5 separate regions of the Mus musculus genome follow, and regions 1, 2, 4 and 5 are each linked to region 3. Evidence: chromatin contacts called from public Hi-C, HiCAR-type and HiChIP or PLAC-seq data. All regions are on one chromosome and are shown on one strand. The core of a region is the stretch at or near the end of the contact, and the rest is flanking DNA. Distances in the headings are between cores, read along the strand shown. Region 1 holds the start of Bco1 (beta-carotene oxygenase 1). Region 2 has its middle 32 kb from the start of Cmip. Region 3 holds the start of Mlycd (malonyl-CoA decarboxylase). Region 4 holds the start of Gan (giant axonal neuropathy). Region 5 holds the start of Cmip (c-Maf inducing protein).

The links. Hi-C and Micro-C count contacts between places; a contact is called where the count stands out from the background. HiCAR-type assays count read pairs that join an accessible place to other places. HiChIP or PLAC-seq counts read pairs in DNA pulled down with a chosen protein or histone mark.
Region 1: a contact with region 3 is called in an H3K4me3 HiChIP or PLAC-seq map of forebrain, with 18 times the contacts expected there. The contact joins the promoter of Bco1 here to the promoter of Mlycd in region 3. A contact is called at or near these places in 2 of 39 promoter capture datasets (hippocampal neurons and liver) and 2 of 115 datasets of contacts at active chromatin or transcription factors (astrocytes and forebrain).
Region 2: a contact with region 3 is called in a Hi-C map of the G1E-ER4 cell line, with 2.5 times the contacts expected there. The contact joins the enhancer-like site here to the promoter of Mlycd in region 3. A contact is called at or near these places in 2 of 39 promoter capture datasets (hippocampal neurons and liver), 2 of 484 Hi-C or Micro-C datasets (the G1E-ER4 cell line and cortical neurons) and 2 of 115 datasets of contacts at active chromatin or transcription factors (embryonic forebrain and forebrain).
Region 4: a contact with region 3 is called in an H3K27ac HiChIP or PLAC-seq map of large pre-B cells, with 5 times the contacts expected there. The contact joins the promoter of Gan here to the promoter of Mlycd in region 3. A contact is called at or near these places in 2 of 39 promoter capture datasets (cranial neural crest and liver) and 2 of 115 datasets of contacts at active chromatin or transcription factors (embryonic forebrain and large pre-B cells).
Region 5: a HiCAR-type map of astrocytes shows a contact between it and region 3, with 6 times the contacts expected there. The contact joins the promoter of Cmip here to the promoter of Mlycd in region 3. A contact is called at or near these places in 2 of 39 promoter capture datasets (cranial neural crest and hippocampal neurons) and 6 of 115 datasets of contacts at active chromatin or transcription factors (astrocytes, embryonic forebrain, embryonic hindbrain and 3 more).

What each region holds. Positions count from the first base shown.
Region 1 is chr8:117,094,159-117,097,166 of GRCm38.p6, reverse strand. Bco1 (beta-carotene oxygenase 1) reads right to left here and starts at 1,302. Exons shown (of 11, transcript NM_021486.3): 1 at 1,073-1,302. The coding sequence starts at 1,136.
Region 2 is chr8:117,223,515-117,226,592 of GRCm38.p6, reverse strand. No RefSeq gene overlaps it. Among named protein-coding and RNA genes, the nearest start is that of Cmip, 32 kb to the left of the region's middle. Within about 2 kb of position 1,777, at least 169 of the 459 cell types and tissues checked have an H3K27ac peak or open chromatin away from gene starts, as enhancers often do. A contact at or near this core is called in the G1E-ER4 cell line and liver, where this site is marked.
Region 3 is chr8:119,393,259-119,396,320 of GRCm38.p6, reverse strand. Mlycd (malonyl-CoA decarboxylase) reads right to left here and starts at 1,427. Exons shown (of 5, transcript NM_019966.3): 1 at 851-1,427. The coding sequence starts at 1,375.
Region 4 is chr8:117,156,693-117,159,812 of GRCm38.p6, reverse strand. It overlaps Gan (giant axonal neuropathy), which reads right to left and starts at 1,832. Exons shown (of 11, transcript NM_001081151.2): 1 at 1,512-1,832. The coding sequence starts at 1,678.
Region 5 is chr8:117,255,670-117,258,899 of GRCm38.p6, reverse strand. Cmip (c-Maf inducing protein) reads right to left here and starts at 1,881. Exons shown (of 21, transcript NM_001163262.1): 1 at 1,499-1,881. The coding sequence starts at 1,798.

The sequences.
Region 1 (3,008 bases), core at 53-2,552, 2.3 Mb after region 3:
AGTCTTGAGGGAGAACGTTTGCTTCACCACATGAGAGAATATTCTAGAGGCTGGGGAGATGGTTCGGTGGATAAAGTGCTTACCACACAAGCAGGAGGTCCTGAGCTGGCCTTCCAAACCCATGTGACAAAAGGTCAGCCATGAGAGATAACATGGGCTTGTTATCCCAGTGCTGGGGAGGCAGAGGCAGGAGGATTCCTGGGACTTGTTAGTCAGTCTAACTGGTAAGTTCCAGGTTGGTGAGAGGTCTTGCTTCAAGTAATGAGGTGAATGTGGACTTGAGGGTGGCACCTGAGCCTTAGCGTGTTTGAGTTTGAAGGATCACTTTCAGGAGCGCTCTCCATCAACTATCTATGAAGAGAGAGCCACGGGGAGCAAGCTGGTAAGCACCCCCCATGGCCTCTGCATCAGCCCCTGCTTCCAGGTTCCTGCCCTGAGTTCCTGTCCTGACTTCTTAGATGATGAACAGGGATGCAGAGAGTGGAAGCCAAGCCCTTTCCTCCCCCAAGTTGCTTTGTTCAGGGTGTTTTGTCACAGCGATGGTAACCCTGACTGAGAGACATCTATCTTGTCTTACGAAAACTTAAAGAGAGAGGGTTTGGAAAGATGGTGCAGTGCCTAAGAGCACACACTGCTTCCAGTTCCTGAGGGCCTGAGTTCAGTTCCCACTACCCACTGTAATCATAAGTGCCTGAAAGAGGCTTGCAGCCAAGCCTGACAACCTGGGTTCCATCCCTGGGACCGACATGATGGCGAGAAGCAGCTCCTACAAGTTGTCCTCTGGTCTCCCCCACTTGCACCGTGGCTATCGGAGCATTCCCAACACTCCTCTGGAGACAGTGAGAAAGGATTGCTCTCCCCGTGGACACCGAGTTACCGTGTAGAAACATACCCTATTGGTTACAGAGACTGTTTCTGGATACTGGCTCATCCTGTTGCCATATATGGGTTTCCAGGCTTCCAAAAGCAACTTCTAACATGGGGCAGGGGAGGTGGAGGTGGGAGTGGGGGTGAGGGATAAAGGGAGGGGGAGGGGGTGAGGAAAATGCCCATCTAAATACAGAAGTCTCACCTGTCACTTTGGCCTGAACTGGCTCCAGCTGTTCTTTCTTATTCTGGCCAAATATTATCTCCATGGAACCGGTGAGCGGCAGCAAGGGGGTTGTTACTGGAATAGACAAAGCCGTGTGTGCTCAAAGCCTCCTGTCTTCCTGCTCTTTGCTCCTTGACATCATCCTTGGTCCCTGTACACTCCGTCTCTTCCTCTGTGTCCCTTCCCCAAGCTGACCGGTGCTTCTGCCTGCTGCCGGAAGCTGCTGGGTAATTTATACAGTGTGTGTGTGTTAGGTCAAAGGTCAGTTCCCAAGCCATGTGTTACTGCTAATCTTTAATCCCATTAGTGTTTTTCCAACTCCTCCGCTCTGATTTCACTTTTAGCTTAGCCAAGGAAGGCTCCGCTCTGAGTCGGAAGAGATGATTTGGCGCGTTCTGCTGAGTTTGCCCGAGCTAGCCCATCCTGAGAACTGGATGCATTTATGGTTAGAGCAGAGAGAACAGCATTTGGGATCAGCAAAGGCTCTTCAAGCGAGGGGACCATCAAAGACATTGACCGCACTATTGCAAGTTGTGGGCTGGTGACATCTTTGCCTTCTGCAAACAGAGAGAGAAGGCTTTGATTTTAACCTGGGGCTTGGTTCGTTCCCACTCTTAAAAAAAATCCTATCAACGGACACTTGATTGGTTTTCTTTTTGGAAGGAGGGCTCAAAGATGTGTCATGTGCCCATTTAAAAAGCAAAGATGGGGAAGACAAAGACTTGGCTTTTTCGGGAACCAAAGAACAATTAAAACACAAAACAACGTCAGGGCCTGTGCACAAGCGAGGCTTTGAATTCTGCCCAGAGCACCCGAATGAATTCCAGAGCTGGGAGGCAGAGACAGGAGGATCCCTGAGGCCTTCTGCATAGCCAGTCCATCGGGAACCCTTCAGTTCAACTCAGACTGATAAGAGGGAGGACCCAAAGACTAAAATCCACACTGCATTTTTGAGAGCATAGGGTGGGAATTGGGGGATTCTCGGTTCCTGCTGCTCGAAGTGACGCCCTCAGCCAGGAGAGCAGCAGAAGGCTTCCACACTCCACCACATATACAGGAATCAAAACACCACAGGACACCTCGTGAATATGTATGATCTCCCTGTCTTATGTAATTAAAGAAATTATAAAACTAAAGATGCTTTGGGATTGGAGACAGGGATCAGTCAGTAGAGTATTCTACTTGCCAAAGAAAGACCCTGAGATCAACTCTCAGGACTCAGGGTTAAAAAAAAGGGTGGGGGAGCCAAGCCAAGCCTGGTGCTGGTACTGCCTGCTGTCTGCTGTCTGCTGTCTGCTGTCTGCTGCCTGCTGCCTGCTGCCTGCTGCCTGCTGCCTGCTGCCTGCTGCCTGCTGCCTGCTGCATGTATACAATCCCAGTACTCAGGAGGTTGAGGCAGGCAGCTCCTTAGCTGATGGCCAACCAGCTTAGCCCCTTGGTGAGTTCAAAAATAAATAGATAAGATGGATGGTACCAGAAAAGGCAACTGCCAAAGTTGTCCTCTGGCCTATAGACAAGCTCACACACACACACACACACACACACACACACACACACACACACACACACACACACACGAGAGAGAGAGAGAGAGAGAGAGAGAGAGAGAGACAGACAGACAGACAGACAGACAGACAGAGTTTGAGGAGAGAGGGAGAGAGCCACAGGGCTTGCCTTCACATAGCCCAACTGTGGAGGTAGGAGGGTGAGAGCTGAGCAGAGAGTCGTTCAGGGTTTTAGAACGTTCTAGAACAGGCTGTGCTTCCTCCCCTGGCTGCATGTTGTCATCACCTGGTGAGAGTTTGCAAAGTGCTGTCACTGGGCTGGGCTCCAGATCCACTGACTCAGAAGCTCAGTGGAATCAGAGGCCCGTGTTTGAGGAATGTCTCTACTGTGCACAGCTGGAGCTGAGGAG
Region 2 (3,078 bases), core at 528-3,027, 2.2 Mb after region 3:
TATGCTGACATGTGAATGCTGAATGAAGACAAATCCAGGCAGAGGAGTCGCAAGCCAGGGCCAGAGGGCGAGGAAGCATGATGGGCCAGGAGACTTTGAACTTGAACCTACCCAAGTCCGTCTGCCAGGAGCGTGAGTGACTAAGCTCCCCAGAATCATCACTGCCTAGAGCTTGTGGAAGCATCGCAGACCTGCCCACCCAGCTCCACCACAGAGAGGTCGTACCTCGTCCCACTGCACTGGGTCTGGACTTCTTATAACACCAGGACTCTCGGGTCTTACTGCTCTGTCTCTACTTCAGATTCAAACCTGAGGATGTTGCAAGTCATCCTCAGATGATACCAGATGATACTGACTGGCTGGACACAGCCAAGAATGTTCACTGAGGCGGAGGTGGGGAGGGAGGTGGGACATCATGATTAAGAGCACTTGCTCTTACAGAGGACCTGTGTCTATTCCTCTTGTAACCATCGATGACGTCAGTTCCAGGGGATCCACAGGTACAACTCACACGTGCAGTGCCATGCAGTGCACATATATACACTTAGGTGTGTAGTCCTCTCAGGGACCCATTATAGATGGTTGTAAGCCAGAATGTGGTTGCTGGGAATTGAACTAAAGACATTTGGAAAGAGCAACCAGTGCTCGTAACGACTGAGCCATCTCTCCAGCCAGAGGTTCATATACTTAAAATAAAATAAATAAATAAATCTGGAGGAACAACAATATGAACTAACCAGTTCCCCCAGAACTCCCAGGGACTAAACCACCAACCAAAGAGCACACATGGTGGGACTCATGGCTTCAGCTGCATATGTAGCAAAGGATGCCTAGTCAGTCATCAATGGGAGGAGAGGCCCTTGGTCCTGTGAAGGTTCTATGCCCCAGTGTAGGGGAATGCCTGGGCCAGGAAGCAGGAGTGGGTGGGTTGGTGAGCAGGGGGAGGGGATAGGGGGTTTTAGGAGGGGAAACCAGGAAAGGGGATAACATTTGATATGTAAATTGAGAAAATATCTAATAAAAAATAAAAATAAAATTAAATACATAAATCTAAAAAAAAATTTTTAAAGAACATCTACTGTGTAGTGTTGATGCAAAAAATTCAGCTTTCACTTTAAAAGGAATGAAAGACTGTTTCTGGGGGAAAAAAAATTTAAGTGACCATGCACTGCAGATTCAAGGTACCCAAGTTCCATTTTCCAGTGTAGTAACTGTTTTATGAAACTATTAATAGGAACTGGACTAGGAGAATCATAGATAAATGTGTTTTAAATACTTTGGTGGAGACACCAGGTTAAGTGGGTCCCAGCAACGCAGAGACATGTCTATAAGAGGCACCAGATATTATCTGACCACATCCTTAGCTTTGGGGTTGTCAGGAGCGAGGGGGTCTCTATGCATTCCAAACAACTTAACTAATAACCAGAAGGATGTTAGGTCACACACAGAGGAGGGCAAAAAAATGGCTACGACTGGCTAAAGATGGTCCAAGATAATCTGGCTCTGGACCTGCAACATTCCAACCTCTCCCATCACAGAAGTCCTTATCGATCAATCAATATTTATAGACGCAGTTCCCTCCCAGCAATTTTCCTTCACAGTGGTCATGGCTACCCTGAGGCAGGGTATGAGCCAATCAGATCTCCAGAAGTCGGGGACCACTTTGGGTCAGGATCGGGAAAGGTGCAGGGACTTCCAATTCTGCCTCTGCGTCAGCAACAAAGTCCCCAGGGTACTAGGGTTCTGTACTGAACTTGGCTAGGAGGGCACAGGTGACAGGCAGCTAGAGCTCTCTTCCTGCTTCCGGGTTCCAGGCTACCACTCCGAGAGCCTAGAGGCTGAATCCTCGTGGGTTTCGACGCCCTCTGCTGGCCATTTCTACCACTGCACTTGGATGCCAGAAGACTAAACCAGGAATGAGAAAGTATTTGGAAGTTTGTAGCCCTATGATAACAAAGACAAGGAAACTGGTCATGGAGAGAAGATGTGAAGGATTCACCCTAGCCCACAAAATCCCCATAATATTAAAAGTATTTTTGGGGAAAAGTACTGTTCTTGATCTGAGAATGTAGCTTAGTTGGTAGAGGGCTCACCTTGCATGCGAAAGTTTCCATCCACAGCTCTGCCTGGACTATAGTGGGCACATACACCTAGAGGCCCAACACTGAGATGGTGGGTGCAGAAGAAACATAATTTCAAGGTCAAGGCCACTACTTAGTAAGTTTGAAATCAACCTGGGCTATGTGAGACTCAGCCTCAAACCAAATAAAAACTAAGAGCTCTCAAGGGTTCTTCTTTTGATCTTGTTTACATGGACAGAATAACACCCACCCAACAGCTGTCTCTCAGTGAGAGTTACAATGTATCCCGGGGACTGGATTATCATCAAGCCCATTATTCAGATAAGAAAACTGAGGCCAGCCCCCAGCCGGAGACAAAGTCTTGTGTCCTGAGCCCACAGTTGCCATTACAGATGTCAGGGGATTTTGAAGGACAGCAGTAACCACAAGTCCTTGGAGCTTTTAGCCTGAGCACATTACACTTGGAGGCTGTTGGTCTGTCTATTTTCCTGAGTGGGCCCTCTACTGAGCCCTGACTACTCAGGCCCTGCCTAGTGCTCAGGGGCCCTGTGGAAACAGAGAAAAAGTCCTGTGTGGGCTCTGGTGCAGAGCGGCCTTCTCCACTTGCCAGGGACACCCCAGACTGGTTGTACTTAGTGTGATAGGCTCCAATAAAGGGCTGGTGCATAAGGCAGAGGGTCTGATACACCTACTCCAAGTTCCCAAAAGCCCCATGGGATGCACTTGCATAGGTGACGTCCCCCATGTTTCCTGGAATGAACCAGGTGATGCATGGGATGGAAGGAGACTGAGGGAGTCTGCCCGTGTGCTCAGGAAGGCCAGATGCAGCTCAGAAGATGGCTCCATTACTAATGTGTTTGCCTTGAAAACAGGTGGAGGGGCTGGCGAGATGGCTTAGTGGGTAAGAGCACTGATTGCTCTTCTGAAGGTCCTGAGTTCAAATTCCAGCAACTACATGGTGGATCACAACCGCCCGCAATGAGATCTGATGCACTCT
Region 3 (3,062 bases), core at 178-2,677:
ATGAGAAGTCTGTAAACCTGCACATAGCAGTGCAAAGGAGCCTGGATCAGGGGATGTATATCTGAAGTCTTGGACAGCTCATCACCTCAGCGTGTCATGTCCTTCACTCTAAAGGAGATAGGTGTCAACCGAAAGGACAGAATGGAAGTAAAAATGGCCATGCCTGTTTCAAGCAGGTCAGGAAAAAAGCAGATGAGGCTTTGAACACTGGGGACTTCTGAAATGGTGATATCATTGTGTATGAACTCAGGGTCAATGCTCCTCTTTATTGAATATTAATGGCTGGCAGCTATGCTAGACAATCCTTTGGGTCTCAGCTATATACACCTCCGTTATCTGTACGCTACATGATATCGCTGGGTAAGCTGCTGACTAGCACAGGTACTAAAAAGTCAACTTAGGATCACTGCGTCTGGGGCTGGGGGTTTGGAATCAAATCTCTTGTCCAAAGTCAGATTGCAGAAAGAGGACTGGAGGCTTTAGAGACCCAGGCGGTGGTGACCTTGACTTTTGGCCATGTTTGTGCATTTCGTGTAACCTGTTAGGGTGATGGACGTTCGTGGGAGGTGCCCAAACTTTGCCCAAAGCCGTGTTCCATCCTTGTTCAAGAACAGCGCAGTTAAAACTAGAGCTATTTTGGAGTAAGCGCAATGGGTGTCACACCCGACAGTGACCCCCGAGGATAGTGCTACGAACCACGCAGTAAGCACCGTGGTATCTGAGGCCGGCGAGGTGGCTGCAGGGGCATGGGTAAGGGTCTGGGGAGTGGGGAGTGGGAAGTGGGCAGGGCCCCGGGGCGGTGGCGGGGGGCGGCGGCCCCGGGGTCGCGGTGGCCCGGGCGGGGCCTTACCCGGACGTGCGGCCCCTCCACCAGCTTGAGGGCCTGCGCCTCCAGCAGATCGGCCCGCAGCTGCACCAAGAAGCGCACGCCGCCGTCCAGCTTGCTGATGTGATGGAAGAGGCCGCGATACCGCGGCACGAGCGCGTAGCGCAACCGGTCCTCCGCCTGCAGCAGCACGGCCGCCTCGCGCGCCTGCTGGCGCAGCTGCAGCACCCCGGCGCTCTGCTCGGCCACCTGGCCGTGGTCCACGCCGAAGCCCTGAGCCAGGCGGCCGAGCAGCTCGGCGCGCTGGGACGCCTCGGCCAGGCCGCCGTAGAAGCTCACGAAGTCGGCGCACTGGCCCTCGGCGGGCGCCGGCGTCTTCTCGCGCAGCTCGTAGGCCGGCGTCGGGGGCACGGCTCGCCGCAGCAGCTCGTCCATGGCGCTGGCCGCGAGCCCGCCGCACAGCCGACGTCCCCGGGGCCCCGGAGGCCGCGGCGGGGACCGCAGTGGGAGCAGGCGCCGAGCCCTCAAGCCTGGCCCGAGGCCTCGCATGACAGCTCCGCGACAGCTGCTAGCGGGAGACGCCACTGGAGAGCGGGCCTCTGCCTCGCTTCCGGCTCCGGCTTCCGGTTTCTCGCCGGCCCCATTGGCCGAGGCCGGACGGCGGACGGAGACATTGGCCAATCGGGGGGTAGAACGGCGGGGGAGGGGCGAGGTGGCTTTCTCAGGCCGGAGGCCAAGTGCAGCCAAAGGTCCCCGGAACCCGGTAGCCCCGGGGCACCTGACTCGCCCTCTTGGCTTGCATCCTTACACCTGTTCTGAGAGTCACCGCCTCAGTCCCTTTCCCCACTACGCACGCGCTTCTCTTGATCTGAGAGCTTGACATCTCAGCTCTTCCCGGGACCGTGCTATGCACGCAGCCTCCTGTGCTAGGGTTCGGATCTAGCGTAGGTGAGGAGCTGAGAAATTTAAGGTTGCATGCTGGACTAGGTCTCCTAGGAATGGGGATGGCTCATTTGATAAAGTGATTGAGAACTTGAGTTCATATCCAGAACCCATGGGAAAACGCTTGTAGTCCTAGCTCAGGGAGGTGGACAAGAGCCAGCCAGTCCAGATAACAAGGTAAGTCTAGGTCAGCCAGAGACCCTATCTCCAAACCAACCAAACAAAAAGTATGCGGGTAGCGCCATCACTCGAGGTGTCTTCTGGCTTCCAGAACCACACATGTACATACGTGCACCCCCACACGTGTGTACAAGGAAATGTATATGCACATGTACACACCAAGCATGTAATTCTCAGAGTAATTCTCTGACTTGACATTTTGACCCTGTCCCGACCCGCGGACAGTAGAACAGGGTCTCTCCCAACAGACCCTCCCTAGGTACTCTCTGGCTCATGTCAAGAATCCCACCCAGACAGAACTGCTGGAGACCCAGCCCATGCCTCCTGCTGCATCCTAGAGCTTCCGTCTGGTCATGCCGGAAATGGGTATAGGAAGAATCTCTTCCCTACCAGCTTCCTTGCTGGGCCTCATTCATTCATTCATTCATTCATTCTTTCAGTGAAATGATTTTCAATTGTTTGGTGAGTTCCAGGCCCACCCTAGGCTTGCATTTGAAATAGCCCTGCTCATTCTCCTTCAGTTTACCATCTGAGGGAGGGAGTCACATTAAAATAACTGCAAAAAGGAATCAGACTGGTAGAGTAGGCTCTGTATGGATTCAGCTTGATATGATGACAGTCATCTTGGATCCAGACTGTTGTGACTGTCCTAGAGAAACCACAGTTCATTTTTTGGTGCATGGTTTCTCTTCAAACTATCGATAGACCAAATCCCAAGAATGACGTCTGGGACCTTACAACCGGATCCAGGCTCCAACCTGTACCTGGCTCTTTGATAAGAACTTAAGATGGACCACGTGCCTTCCAGCTAGGGGGAAAGTCACTTTATCCTAACTCGAGTCTGTGACTCTCTTTCTGACCCATGTGGTAGGATCCAGTTTGGCTTTGCTGTCTACCAAGACTATACATTTGAGTAAGTTCTCCAATAAACTGTACCCTTCCATTCTTCATCTGCCTCTGTCTTTAGTACCACAGCACCTCAGGCCTGCCCGTGGATGCTGGGACCTGCCCTTTTGGAAGAGTTTGCCATAGTGGGTAGGATATCCAGGAACAGCCTATCATGCGAGAGCAGACACTGGTTATGGACCATGAACAATGCAAGCCACCAGGTCTA
Region 4 (3,120 bases), core at 583-3,082, 2.2 Mb after region 3:
ACTAAATCATCCCCAACAACCCACAGCAGGCAGGTAAGAGCTGAGACAGAAGCAGATCTCCAGACTGCCCAGGGCGGTGCTCCTCTCAACCAGTTCACATGGCAATACAACAGAGCCAAACCTCTGATGTCCACTGGGAAGCGAGGTAATCACTCATTCAACACATGTATTCTGGCACCAGGCACCAGTCCCTCTAGGAAGGTCCCAGCAAGAAACAAAAGAAAAATCCTTGGCCTACTGACTTTACATTGTGGCTCACGGAGATGAGCAAAATACAGGGTTTACTGCAGTGGTAAGTATCACAGAGAAAGATGGAGACAGTGTTTCAGGATATGCGACTTTAGAGCTGGGTGCCATTTAAGGATCTGTAACAATACTGCATCCATTGTAGTTTTCCTAAGCATTTCCCAAACTAGGATTACTCTGTTACGGGAAAGGTCTGGCCTGGAAATTCAGTTTGATTGACTGCCTTAACCTCTGAACTGCCAGCCCTGAGCTGTCATATTGGTGATCTAAATTTCTTGTTCACAGACACCTGACCCCTAAGTCCACAAAGAGCCCAATGTTGTAAGGCCAGGCTAGGCTAAAAGCCAGAAGTTTCAAGGGCACTTGGATTGCTTCTGGAGTTCGAAGGTCTCCAAAAGCAAAGATTCAAGAACAGCATATGTGTCCGAGTTCTGCTGGGACAGAGCCCTAAGAAACGGCATACACATAATTTTCCATTTTCTGATCTGTCAATTCTAGTGACATTGCTATCATTCGTCTATATTTAACCAGCTTACTGGGCACTTTCTCTACCTTTTAGTGCCCCCCCCCACCCCCCATATTAAAAGAGCAAACCAGTTTGCCTGAAGGAAAGTTGCTAAAGAAAAGACAGGAGCCCATCTCACAAATTCTGATCCGATGCTATAAGCTTGGTCTCAACCTTTTCATTAACCTAGTAAACTGGGCTAAGGTTTGCGTCGCTTAAGTTTTACAGTGCCCTCTTGGTGGTTACAATCGCTGGGTCCTCGGTGGTAACTGTAGCCAAAGAACGACCCCGGGTCTTCTCAAATTCGCAACAGTTTTGCCTGTTTGTAACAAGGGAGTGGCAAAGTGACAGTTGGGCTTTGGGGGTGGGGGCTTCCCACCGACCTCTTACAGGGTTCTCCTTCTGCCTAAGCCGCGGGTGTTTGTTTTGGCTTCCCCGCGCAAAACCTGGCCGGCCCACTGTGCGGTGACTCGGAGGTAAAACTTCTGCGGGGCTCCGCGGGCCGGGCGGGGCCTGTCGGGGCGAAGGGGCGGCTCTTCCCGGAGCAGCCCCGCCCTGCTCGCGGGTGCGGGTCCAGGACGGCCTGTACACCGTGTTTGGGGCTTTTGCGGACCTCCAGGGACTCCGGGATCGGGGCGATCTCGGTGGAGAGGCCCATGGGCGCCCGAGGGGCGCGGCGGCAGAGCCACTGGAGCCGCAGGCGGCCAGGCCAGAGAGAGAGGGAGGGATGCGGAGGCGATGGGCGGCGGCGCCCGCTCACCTGATGTACGGGCTGGCCGCCGCCAGGATGTTCTTCTGCACCGGGATCTCCTCGCCGTCGAGGACCAGATGCGCGTCGCAGAAACGCGCCTCCTCCCGGAACGAGCTGAGCGCCCGCAGCAGGCGCGCGGCGTGCTGAGGGTCGGACACAGCGCTGCCCTCGGCCATCGCGCCTCCCGCTCCTCCGCCGCCACCTGCCCGACCCGCCCGCCCGAGTCCCGCGCACGTCCCCGCCGGCCACTCCTCGCGTCCGCTCGCCCGCCCGCCCGGACTGAGTGAAGCTCTGGAGTCAGAGCTGGAAGTTCAACAACGCGCCTGCGCCATCGGCAGCGCGTGCGGACGGCGCCTTTAAGGAGCTGTGCCGTTGCGTCATCTTTCCGCGACGCCCCCGCGCCCCGCCCTACCTCGCAGCAGCCAATCAGAAGGGCTGGGCTGCGAGCGCCGGGCGCGCCCACGGGCTGTGCTTGGTGCGGGCGGAAGGGTTTAGCGGTTCCGCGGTATCCAATTCCCAGTCTCGGCGAACCGAGTGCTCTCAGTGTGGAAGGGAGTGAGACGCAGAGTGAAGCCGAGGACTTATTATTCCTTTCGCGGGAGTTACGCCTCGCTACGTTCACGTCCATTAGTTCCGGGCAGAACGCGGAGTCCGCCAGAAGCCTTCGCTGAAGACGTCGCGAGTGAAGCGAGAGAAACAAGCAGTTTTGCAAGGCTGTGGCAAGGAAGGTGTTTTCCTCTTGCAATTGGGGACCGGGAGCAATGGAAGGGTTTTAAATACCGCGGTAGGGGTAAGGTGTTCCGAAGGTTTCTAAGATCGGGGTCTTTAAAGCAGATCGATGCCAAGATTAGATAGTGGGCTGGATAAAAGGACTCTGTGGTATATGCCCTCCCTTCCGCCCCCGCACAAGAGTACAATTGGGAAGGAGAGGGGGTCCAGTTAATTGCATGATTGCCATCCCTACCTTTTAGGAAAGATAAAGTCTGAAAGACTAGGGGGTATGAAGGCCAGATGTTCGGATGGTGGGGGCTAGACTTCCCACAGAGACAGATCAAGGCTGTGGTACTAAGCACCCCTGGGTGTGCTCACTCTGCAGGGCGAGCCTCGTCTGTGTCCCTGGAAGTTGCTGAAGGTGCTTGGGAGTGGAGGAAGTAGCTACCATTTTGTGCAAACATTAGGTGCTCGAGGCTACAGAGAATTAAGTCTTATGAGGACCAAGGATCAGAACATTGGGGCAGCATTCAAAGTAAGGCAGGATGTGGTTTTCAGTGCGTCAGCACAGCCTCCCGTAGTCCAAAGGCCCCAAGGAAAGTCTTGGTTTTCACCCTGGAAGCAGCAAGGCTTTGGCGTCACTGATAGGAATCAGAGTATAAACTATACTCAAGATAGGAGACTAGGGGAGTAAAGTCAAGGAAGTTACTAGTAGAAGATCGATACATTTCCAGTTTCCATTTCAAACACAGTATCTATACCTGCAGTGATAAAAGTATCTAGACTCTAAACCAGGAGGTGGTGACGCAAGCCTTTAATCCCAGCACCGGGGAGGCAGAGGCAGGCAGGTCTCTGTGAGTTCCTGGCCCACCGAGAGAGTTCCAGAACAGCCAGGGGCTACATAGAG
Region 5 (3,230 bases), core at 632-3,131, 2.1 Mb after region 3:
CCCTCGGTACTAGCCAATCAAATGGAGATCAAGGCCGAAGCCTATGACTCAAGGCAGGTTTAAGAACACACACCAGCCTAGGAGAAGACCGGGCCACCTCCCGGCAACCCTCAATCCTCCTGGGGACAAAGTCTGCAGTTACTGCACCAACATGCCCACAGCCTAGGGGGAAAAAAAAAACCAAAAAATTGGTGGTTTTGAGTATATCAGAGCCAAAATTCAGAATAAATGTCCTCATGTACCACAAAGGGGTAGGGGAAGTGGACTCAGGCAGCAGGGTGTCTAGGCTAACTTTTCCCCACTCCCCATTCCTCGGAGCATGTGTCACAGTTTGTGACACACCACCAAGGGAACATGGATGCCGAGGCAATGTCTACACACGCTACACATTTGTGGCATGCATGTAAGCAACACCCTGTTTCCTGGCTGGGCTTTCTTGGCACAGGTGTGAGCAAGGCGGTGCACTCTGCCCCCTCCCATGATGTTTAGTAAACACCACGGAGCCTGCCACGGGGGTACGGTCCGTTCTAGACAAGAAGGGGGCCCCTACAAAGATAAGTCCCCAAGCGCCAGGCTAAGGCCCAGCCAGAGCCTGTATTTGAAACTGCCCTTGTTGGAAAACACAAAGCATCCTGTATAGGCCCTGCCCACCGCCCCCACTCCCCCTCCTCGACCCCACCACAGCTGTCTGTCCCCAGGAGGAAGAAGGCCACCATTTGCAGATTCGATTTCCGAAAGCAACTAGTAAGATCCTCCTTTCTCCATCTCATCCAGCTGACCTGGCCCTGGCCACACAGCAAAAAAAAAAAAAAAAAAAAAAAAAAAAAAAAAAACTGTAACAAAACAGGACGCAGCCACAAAACATGCTTACACACGCTCCACAGACAACGCAAGGGCAGGCTGGGCAGCCCAGCTGCTTCTACCCAGAGAACTCGACTATCCCAGGGTCTGAGCGGGTCCAGGACCTCGGCCCCCTGCCCCCCACCCTCCAACCTCCTAACGTGCGAAGGAGATTTTTAGAAAGGGCAGGCACCCGGTTTTGCCTTGCCAGGCCCGGCAGGGGAAAAAAAAAAGGGTAAAGGCAGGCTAAAGCAAACGCAGGAGTTGCTTTCTGGAAATTGTTGGCGCTGGGGGGTTACGGCTTTTATGGAGGAGAGGGTTGCGTTTTGTTTTCTCCTGTAGCTCAGATCCAGATGGGCAACGAGTTCAGAAAAGGAACAAACACCACTATCCTCAGGGCCCAGTCTAGGGTCCCAGACATCAGAAACGCAAGCGTTTAGGCAAAAGTCCCCAAGCGCTCAGCCCGGGTGGGCTAAGTGTCCAGGACACGAAAGAGGATTCCCATAGCCTGCCTTGGAGGATCAAGTCTAGAGGTTCCAGCCCAGCCCCGTGCGCAGGCCGGGACTAGGGGGCCGCGCGCTCGGAGACAAGCAGCGGGGCGCCTCGGTCCCGAGGGACCCCAGCTTGGGAAGCCCCACGGCCACGCAGGGCCACTCACCGTGGCGGATGCTAAGCTGTTGTCGGCCAGCGTTAGGTGGTGCGGCTCCCAGCGCCTCAGGAATTTGGAGGTGAGGATCTTGCTGAGAAAGGTCCGAGGGTGCCGGATGACACAGACCTGAATGTCGCCCTCCTGCAGCAGCTTGTACCTCATCCCGTTGCAAAGCAGCAGGGCCCGGCGGCAAGGCACGGCGCCCATCACCTTGGTGCCCTCGGGGCCAGACACGTCGCTCCCAAGCAGCGGCTTGGTCTCCTCGATCTGCCGGGGGTCGCCGCCGCCCGAGCTGCTCGTCACATCCATGGCCGCGCCGGGGCGGGGGCCGCGCGCGCGATCGCGGCTGGCGTGGGGCCGGGCCGGCGGGGCCCCCGCGGAGGGCCCGCACCCCCCCACCGCCGGGAAGGTGGGGGGGCGTGGGCTGGGGGCGCCCCGCGGGGACGAACGGGAGCGCGCGGGGGCAGGCGGGGGCGCGCGGGGCGCTTCCTGGGCTGCTTCCTTCTAGCTGCTGGGGCGCATGCCGGCGCGAACGGGTTGGCGACTGCGGCGAGGGCGGCGGGCGATCGCGGGGCGCAGAGAGGATCGGGTCCTCGGGGGGCGGGGGCGGCGCCGGGGACGGCGGGCGCGGGCGTGTCTCGGCCTCGCGCGGGCGCGCTGTGCGGTGCGTGTGTCCGCGTCCGTCCGCGAGTGTGTGCTGCGGGCGGGGGCCGCGCCGGCTGCCGGGGAGATTGCGGGAGGCTGGCGCGCGCGATTGGTCCCCGCGGGGTCATGTGCCCGCCCTCTGACGTCAATGGCGGCAACAGCGGCTTCGGCCTCCCCGGGGCGGGCGGAGTCCGGGATGGGCCGGGCCCCGGGCGGGGACTTGGTGGAGGCGGGCGCGGCCCGACGGGAGGGGCGGCCCCTGGGGAGGGGGCCGGGGTTGGGCAAGCGTCGACAGTCCCCGCGCCGCGCCCCGGAATGTGGGTAGTGTTCGAGGGGACGTCACGCGGGCCGCGCCCCCGAGGGTGCACAGCTGAGCACTAGCCCTGCGCCCCTAACCACCACGCCATCCTGGGCCGGGCTTGGGAAATAAAGTCAGCCCCATGACCAAGAGGATGCCGACCAGTACTTCCCCTTCCTAGTCCAAGACTGGGCCGAAAGCTGGGGTTCTGCCCGCTGCACCCCTGACACCGCCTTTCCAACACAAGCTGCTTCCCCAGGGATGGCCAGATGGGTCCACAGAACAGTTTCTTGGGGTTGAAACTATCCCGCTCCACAGAGCTATGCATGGTCGCTCACCACTACAAGCTCAGTACTCAGGGGGGGCTGAGGCAGGAGGATTGCTGTGGGCGCAAGGCCAGTTTGAGCTACATAGTAAATTTCAGGCCAGTCGAGACAGAAGGCCCTGTTTTTAAAAACAAAATAAGATAAATAAATAGGACTGGGGGTGTACCTCAGTTGTCAGGAGAGTGTTTATCTACCATGCACAAGACCCTAGATTGGTTCTCGGACACTACATCACTACCTAACCCCACAAGGTGGCATGAGCATATAATCCTAGCTCTAAGGAAGTTGGAAGCAAGCACTTGAATTCAAGGTCATCTTTGGCTGTGCGTTCGAAGCCAACTTGTAGTATATGTCTGAGAAGAGAAGAGAAGAGAAGAGAAGAGAAGAGAAGAGAAGAGAAGAGAAGGGAAGGGAAGGGAAGGGAAGGGAAGGGAAGGGAAGGGAAGGGAAGGGAAGGGAAGGGAAGGGAAGG